Linked DNA regions of Capsicum annuum: region 2 is linked to region 1. The links are chromatin contacts, called in public Hi-C maps. All regions are on one chromosome and are shown on one strand. The core of a region is the stretch at or near the end of the contact, and the rest is flanking DNA. Distances in the headings are between cores, read along the strand shown.

Region 1 (4,010 bases), core at 1,040-3,539:
TGTAGATCTAAGATTTAAAAATCTGCCAAAACACAAAAACGGGTTTACAATTTTTTTGTGAGATTTTTGACTTTCTACACTCTTTTTTGTTGAGATTTTCTTAGATCCAAGACTTAGAGTTGTGGGAACAACTCTAATACATGTCTCTTAATACCAAATTATAGCCTAAAGGAAGGCTAAAACCAAAAATGGACACACAAGGAACAAAAAACAACAACTAGAAGAAAGGGAGATGAAGAAGATTGCATAAAAATAAAGATAGATAGAAAGACCTTTACTCTTACCAAGTGATTAACAAAAGATGGTGTATCAAACCATCAATCATACCTCACCAATAGAAGCTCAAACTTTCCTCTTAGGTAGACCAAAAGACTCACACTCCCCAATCACACTTTCTTGCCAGTTGATCAATACAAGAGAAATCCATCAAATGTATTAATCTATCAAATTTGGATATCTTTTTCAGGACCTATACTAAGATGGCTTTTCCAAGCCTTACACTAAGGAAAGAAACTACACTAAGAGCAATACCCTTTTTTAATTTATCAAAGTCTAAGGAAAATAGAAGCTAATAGGTCTATTTATACTATGACATAATAATGACTAAAATACCCTTAATGAAGGGTGCTTCTTTGGAGTGTAAAAGGAGAGTCTTAAAGGACCATAGTAGCCCTAACTTAGGGCACCTCTTGGGTGTTGGAATATAAGGTGAAAAATTCTTCTTGCCCTTTAAGTGAGACGCCTCTTGAGTGTATTGATTTCCTTCTTCTCCTTCAACTTGACAAGACTTTAAAAGCTCCAAACACTTGCTAATTTCAAAACTTGAGCCTTTGACCATGCCTTGTATTTCTTTGTGCTCTTCATGCTTGTATCAATTTGGATGGCGGTTTATCATGATTTCATAATGTGCGGTATTGCATGGTATGATATTATACTGTACAATATAATACAATACAATATTTGAATGATTTGTATCGTTTATTATTGTTTAATGACAATTTTGCTGTTTGGTTTGACGGTATTATATTGTATTGTAACTGACAAGTTTACTAAAATACTCTTAAATATTATAAATATTAAATTTATCAATAATTATAAATACAATAACTTTTCTCCTACGAATTTGTCACAAATTATGCAATGTAAATATATATTAAGTTATTAAATTTATGTAAATTTTATCAAAATCAATAAAAGTGTAGATCAAAATAAATGTAACTGGATTTATTTTTTATAGTAAATTTTTTAATTTGTTTTGATGTTTTGAGATGTGACACCAACAATAAGTACAAAGTTTGAATGATTCTTTTGTGTATGCTACAACTATATTCGGTATGGAATCAAAAAAATATTTTCTAGGAAAATAAATTGTTTCTTACTTATTTTCTTGTGTTATGCAAGTAGAAAAATGTTTTCTAATAGCATTTATATATATTTAACACAAAACAATGAGAACGAATAGAATAAGGAGGTGCGATAAAAAAAAAGATAATTTTTTAAAAATAGATAACGGTGGGAGAGTGGGAGGTCGGGGTAGGAGTAAGTTAGGTGATAGGGTAAGAATTTGTTTTTAAATTTTTGTTTATAAAGTAAATTAAAAAAATATGTTTTTGTTGGGGGTGGTAGGGGATGGGTGAGGGTAGGGTGAGAAAAAATTTAGAATTTTTCTTTTGAGATACATTTTTTTAAATGAATTAGGCTGGGGGTTTGGTTAGAGGTGGGGTCAAGGTTGGGATAGAGGGTGAAATAAGAAAAAAGTTTAAAATTTTTTAAAAAAGAAATTTAAAAAATAAAAAATATTTTTGTTTTGATGTGATTGGATGGACTGAAATAGGAGGTAAAGTTAAATAATATAAAATAAAGAATAAAATTAAATATTATATAATATTAAATAAAGAAATGTGTTAAATGATCACAATTTTTTGATCCAAATTTGATTATAATTATGAAAAGACTTTATATAGCCTTGTAAGTAAGTACTCCCTCCGTTTCGAAATAAGTGAATTGTTGGGGTATTTATTGGTGTTTCAAAATAAGTGAATCATTGAATTTTTTTTTAAATTTGTCCTTATAATTTGATAACTAATTAACTTTTGAAAAGGTTAAATTATAAGATCAATTTTTTTTTTTTTTGGATAAAAATGAAAAATTATGTTAATTTTATGTTTTTAATATTTTTTCTTAATATGTATATTAAAATTCAATAATTTATTTATTATGAAATGGCGTAGTTTTATAATTACACGCACAAAAACCGGAAGTTTGGAAGTTAGAGTCAGCATGCATGTGAGTGGTCGGACTCGGGGGGAGCAAAAGGAAAGAGATCTTAGCAGCTCCCAACGCATTTGTAGCTGGGCTTTTTCCCATTTTTTATTCTTACCTTACAGTTTACTCCTATTTTAGTCAAACAGGAATTAGCAAGTTAGCCAAATTTCTTTCTATTTTAGTCCAACAAAAGCGATTGAAAGAAATTAAGAGGAAGATTCCATGGTGGATCGTAATATATATATAGTTGAAGACAAATATGTGTAGCCTTTTCAGTACCCCGCCACTAGCTAGATCTTTATATATATATATATATATATATATATATATATATATATTGTTGAAGACAAATATGTGTAGCCTTTTCAGTACCCCGCCACTAGCTAGATCTTGATTTCCAAGAAAGTGAAGAAGGATATATGGAAGGCGTTTTCAGGGAAGGAAGGTCATTGGAGGAAACACCAACGTGGTCAGTGGCAACAGTCACCACAGTTATGGTATTTGTTTGCTTGTTTGTGGAACGTTCCATTTACCGATGTGGAAGGGTGAGTAGTCAATATCGGACTTCTATTTTAGTAAGCACACTACCAACGCTACTCTTTTCTTACTAAGCTGTGAGGTTGTGTTTATATGCAGTGGTTGAAAAAGACTAGAAGAAAAGCTCTTTTTGCTTCTGTGGAGAAGATAAAGGAAGGTGAGCAATTGTTTATTTCACATCTATCTTTTAATGCTTGTTCTAACGCAATTGACTTATATTCCTGACCTCTCTCTGCAATAGGACTAAAAGATTTAGTATAGTTGGAACTTTTTCTAACTTTTTTTAGATTTGGAATGAATGGGCCTGAATAAAACAAACTGAACGTAAAGCATACAAGATTCATATAATTGCCTTACTATTTGTTTATTTTGAAATTGGGTCAGTTAAATTTGTCACGAGGTCGAGGACAAGGACACATGGATCAATTTAACTTGTTAGTTAGTTGTTAAACAAGTAAATATCTTTTGAGATAAGTTAATTAAAAACGATCACTTAAAGAAATAAGTAACGAGATAGTAATGCTCAGATGCTGTTGTTTCAGCTTGATTACAAAGATAACTTAGTGCAGCAAGTTCCAGAATCGAAGGTATAAATATGAATAGTTGTGGAGGATAAGACTTAATCAGTAAGTACAAGAGAAAACTTGGAGAACAATAATAATAGTATAGTCCTTCGTACTATCAAAATTCCCTCTTTACAAGTGAATAAAAGCCACTCTACTATTATAGGCAAGAAAGGAAATACACCAGCCAATAAGAATGCTTGACTGGAGCAATATTCCATCTGAAAATACCATTATGTGTCGTCAGCTATTATTCTCCTGCAATTTGCGGGATCTTGTGTGGACCTAGCTGACGTGTCTGTCCTTTTGTCCTTTTGATGTGTCTTATGGCCACAAGTCCTTTTCTTCTTCTTTTATGACTTTGGTCCAAAACTTCCTGCTTGTTTTCCTAACAACTATCCTGTTGATCCAGCAACAAGACAGAAGCAGAAAAAATGAATATGCTATGTTCCGGGTACTTAACACAGTGACACGTAGAATGAAGCTCCATCCGATACCTCTATGCTAACTCTTTCTCCAAAATCACTTTGATGTCAGGTGGCCCTTTGTTCTATACAGCCATGTTTTCATGATAATTTTTCCCAATACTAGTTTGTGATTGAGGTATAGTCTTATTGAAATGTTTGTAAAGTAGTTGGTCATTCT
Region 2 (4,010 bases), core at 603-3,102, 310 kb before region 1:
TATTCTTTTTTCTGAACAAAGAACTAGCGAGATCTCCATTTGGCATATATTTGTATACCAGAAACTTTTCATTTTCACTCTCTAAACAATGTCCCAGAAGAGGGACTAATCTAGAATGAGAAACTTTGCTGAAGAAGTCCAATTCTAACTTGTATGCTTTCCTTTTAACTGTGCTAGAATCAATTCTTTTAACTACTACATGAATCCCATCTTCCAGAATTCCATGGAAAATATCACCTGAATGTCCATGCTTAATAAGATTTGCATCACTGAAATCACCAGTTGTTTGAAGGATCTGCAGGTAGCTAAATGCTACTCCTAAACTTGAAAATTTCAATGATGCACCTGGAGGTGGGGGAGGACTTGCGCTAATAGGAACAGGCTCTACACCAGTGAACGTTTGATTCGTCCCGCCCCTTTTGCAGCAACAAATCAGCAGCAATACAAAGATTATCACAATAGCAATAATTCCAACACCCCCTAGAACAGCAGCTGATATGATTACATTTTTGTGACTCGTCTTGTCAGATTTATTAGGAGCCGGAAGCTCCATGGCATTTGACTCTCCAAAATTATCAAATAGCAAGCCATGCTCATCATAGAAAGATGCACATTCACTTGTATCCCTTTGACTTTCCAATCTTTGTAGGCAATTTCTATTAAAGAATACGTTACTTTGCCCGTAGTGCTCAGGAACTTTGCCTTGGAAATAATTGTCTGATAGATCAAGAAAACTGAATCTCCAAATTACAGGCGGTAGATTCCCATAAAACATATTCTGAGAAAGATTCAAGAATTTCAATTTCTTGAAGGCAACATTCCCAATGACAGGAGAAATAACCCCGGACAATAAATTTGAGGAAATATCAAGAAAAGTAAGGTTTCCAAGAGAGCCAAATGATGCAGGAATCGAACCGACGAGCGAATTGTGTGAAAGATCAAGAACTGAAAGACTTTCCAGTCGACTCAAACTTGAAGACACCATTCCACTAAGACCATTACTAGATATGTATAAAACAGCTAAACTACTCAAATTGCCGAGAGTGGAAGGAATAGCACCAGTTATTGAACAGAACCTAAGATCAAGAACCTGTAAAGATTCAAGACTAATACCAAACCATTCAGGAACAGAACCAGGAAGTGCAAAATTTGATGCATTAAATGACTCCAAAAGAGTCAAATTTTGAAGAGCATCAACCAAGAATTGAGGATTTTGACTCCCAGTTCGTGTACGTTTAAAACCAGAGATGTTTATCTGAGTAACTCGACCATTCTTGCAAGTAATACCTCGCCAGTTTAAACAAGGAGTACCCTTTATAGGCCACTCTTTGGCTCTTAATCCTAAAGAAGATCTCAGCTGAAGCAATGCCAATCTCTCTTCTTGCTCGAATGTAGAATCAAAAATCAAGAAAAGCAAGAAACAAATGTAACCCAATTGGTACCTCATTCTTGACATTCATAGAGACCGTAAACAAATATGTGATTCTATATGTTTTTTTTTTTGGAAAGTTGGGTTTGATTCTTGGTCTTGAAAAGTATAGTACTAATATATTGTTCTACTAGTATTACTGCTATTACACTCATCCCACTTCGCTTCTCCCTCTACCTACTCGGTCCCCTCCCCGCCCCCCCCTTTTTTCAGTTGATGGGTGATAGAGAAGAGAATAGAAGTTGGTCAGAAGTAAATTTGATCCAAGCCCAAATGACCGTCCAATCCGCCCAGCTTATAATGGGTTGGACATGACCCATTATTAAAGATGGGCAAACCCAATTTACCTCATTTATTTTGACATAATGAAGAGAGGGAGTAACTTGTAAATTGCTTCTTGGGGAATGAAACATTGTTGCTGTTATGACAACAAATTGTTGAACTTGTTCTTTTAAGTTTATAAAATGCGATATACTCTTTCACTGCTACGTGAACCATTCATTCCCTTTTTAATCCTTCTTCTGTATAAGTGATCAGGAGATTGTCCTGGTGTTACACTTGTAACGATTTGAATTATATGAGTTTCTATGGTCCTAAAGTTTTACTTGCAATACTTCAAAACCCAAGGAAAATTTATTCACTCGACTATTTTTTATATTCAATATGGATAAAACACAGTTTTTTCTATTTGCCTTGTTCCTCTCTTTAAGTTGCAAATCACTAATGTTGGCGTCTTTTATTTGGTTAAACTTGCATTTGGATGGGTTGGGTTATTTCATCGTCTAATCTTTATGAAATATCTTATGTCGTGATTTGATTGGATATTTTAAAATCGAAAGTATCGATTGACCGGAGACCATCTCTCTCAAAGACCATCTCCTTCACCGGAGAGCTTCTCGCAGACAAACAACCAGCCACCACGAAATCCCCCACCACCGCACGATACCTCTCCCTTCTCCTCCTTCACCAGCTGCACAAACCACCACCTAAAAACCTACTAGCCGTCGCTGCTTCGCCGGATTTGACCACCGGCGAGCTTCCAGATCCACCAAGCCGCCACCACCCCAACAACAACCATGAACCAGATCTGGTTGATATTCCAAGTTGAAATTCTTCGTTTCTTTCGATTTTTAAATAGAACCGGTTGGATAATATTAAGACTCGTCGGACGTGAACCAACAATGGATTTTTACTGAAATTAGTCCTATTCGAATTGATTTTTGTGATAGTTTTATATACGGGTTGGTTGTTCAGTCGCGTTTCTTGATTCAGATTCATCGGGTTTCGCTACTGGTTTGAGTCTCGGGATCCCGTTTGACTCAATCCATTCATCGCGACCAGTTTCGAGCTTTAATTTTTTGAATATCGATTTTGGAGGTTGGTTCATTATTGAGGAACACTATTCCAGTAACACTATTCCGGTGACACTATTACGACGATACTATTCCGGCGATTAATTTCTACCGCTAATTGCCGAAATCTAGCGACTCAACCAAGTATACAGATATAACCCAGCTTCGATCAGGTGCACTCGATCCATCTTTTCTAGTTGTATTTAGCTTTCTTGATACTGGTAGTGTTCTATACTATTCTTGGCTGATTATCTGGTTGTGGGTGTCAAATTTTTTGTTGATTGGTTACTTTGTAATAGGGTTTTATGTGTGAATCTTTTTATTGTTCTTAGTAGTTTTGGAGTGTGTTACCTTGTCTGATTACTGTTACTTGATTTACTAGCATATTCATTAATTGTGGTAGTATTAGTTCCCGCTATTGACTATTGTTTATCAAAATTTGTGTTATATTATTGGTTTTGTTACTCTCTCTATCTATTATAGATTGTTGGTTGTGTCCCTAGCTCCTTTATTGACTTCACTGTAACTAGTGTGCCCTTTTTACCTTATCTTGATCCCTCTTTGTTATCTTTCTTCCCTTTTTTCTTTCATTCCTTTCCCCTTTGTTTGCATAGTAGCGGTGATTGAAGATGGTAGATAAGGGTTATGTCATAGGTCGGGGTCGGGGTCGGGGTCAGAAGGTGTTGGGTCTGGGTCTGGGTCGGGTCTAGGATCGTGTATGGGGTTAGAGGCTAGGGGTAGTAAGGTTAGGCGGGATAAGAGAGCTTCTAGGTTTCGAGTTGGATCTTGGAACATTGGTACTTTGCAGGGTAAGTCTATAGAGCTGGTGAAGATTCTTAGAAATAGGAAGGTTAGTGTAGCGTGTGTCCAAGAAACTAAATGGGTAGGCACTAAAGCGAGAGATGTGGATGGATATAAGTTGTGGTACTCGGGTAGCGTGAGACATAGAAATGGGGTAGGTATCTTAGTAGATGAAGATCTTAGGGAGTAGGTGGTAGAGGTAAAGAGAGTTAGTGATAGGCTAATGTCTATTAAGTTGGTCATAGGAGGGTCTACGGTGAACGTTATTAAGAAGGAATTCTGGGAGGTTTTAGATGGGGCTGTGAGAAGCATCCCGAGCACTGAGAAACTTTTCGTGGGAAGAGATTTTAATGGGCATATTGGGTCTCTATCGAGAGGGTACAATAATGTGCATGGCGGTTTTGGTTTTGGTGAGCGGAATAAAGGAG

What was found. Hi-C and Micro-C count contacts between places; a contact is called where the count stands out from the background.
Region 2: a contact with region 1 is called in a Hi-C map of leaf, with 2.0 times the contacts expected there. The contact joins the promoter of LOC107845693 here to the promoter of LOC107845695 in region 1. A contact is called at or near these places in 2 of 5 Hi-C or Micro-C datasets (leaf and placenta).

What each region holds. Positions count from the first base shown.
Region 1 is chr10:121,747,207-121,751,216 of UCD10Xv1.1, reverse strand. LOC107845695 (MLO-like protein 4) reads left to right here and starts at 2,289. Exons shown (of 13, transcript XM_047398123.1): 1 at 2,289-2,810; 2 at 2,902-2,959. The coding sequence starts at 2,685.
Region 2 is chr10:122,054,953-122,058,962 of UCD10Xv1.1, reverse strand. LOC107845693 (probable LRR receptor-like serine/threonine-protein kinase At2g16250) reads right to left here and starts at 1,852. Exons shown (of 4, transcript XM_016690144.2): 1 at 1-1,852. The coding sequence starts at 1,456.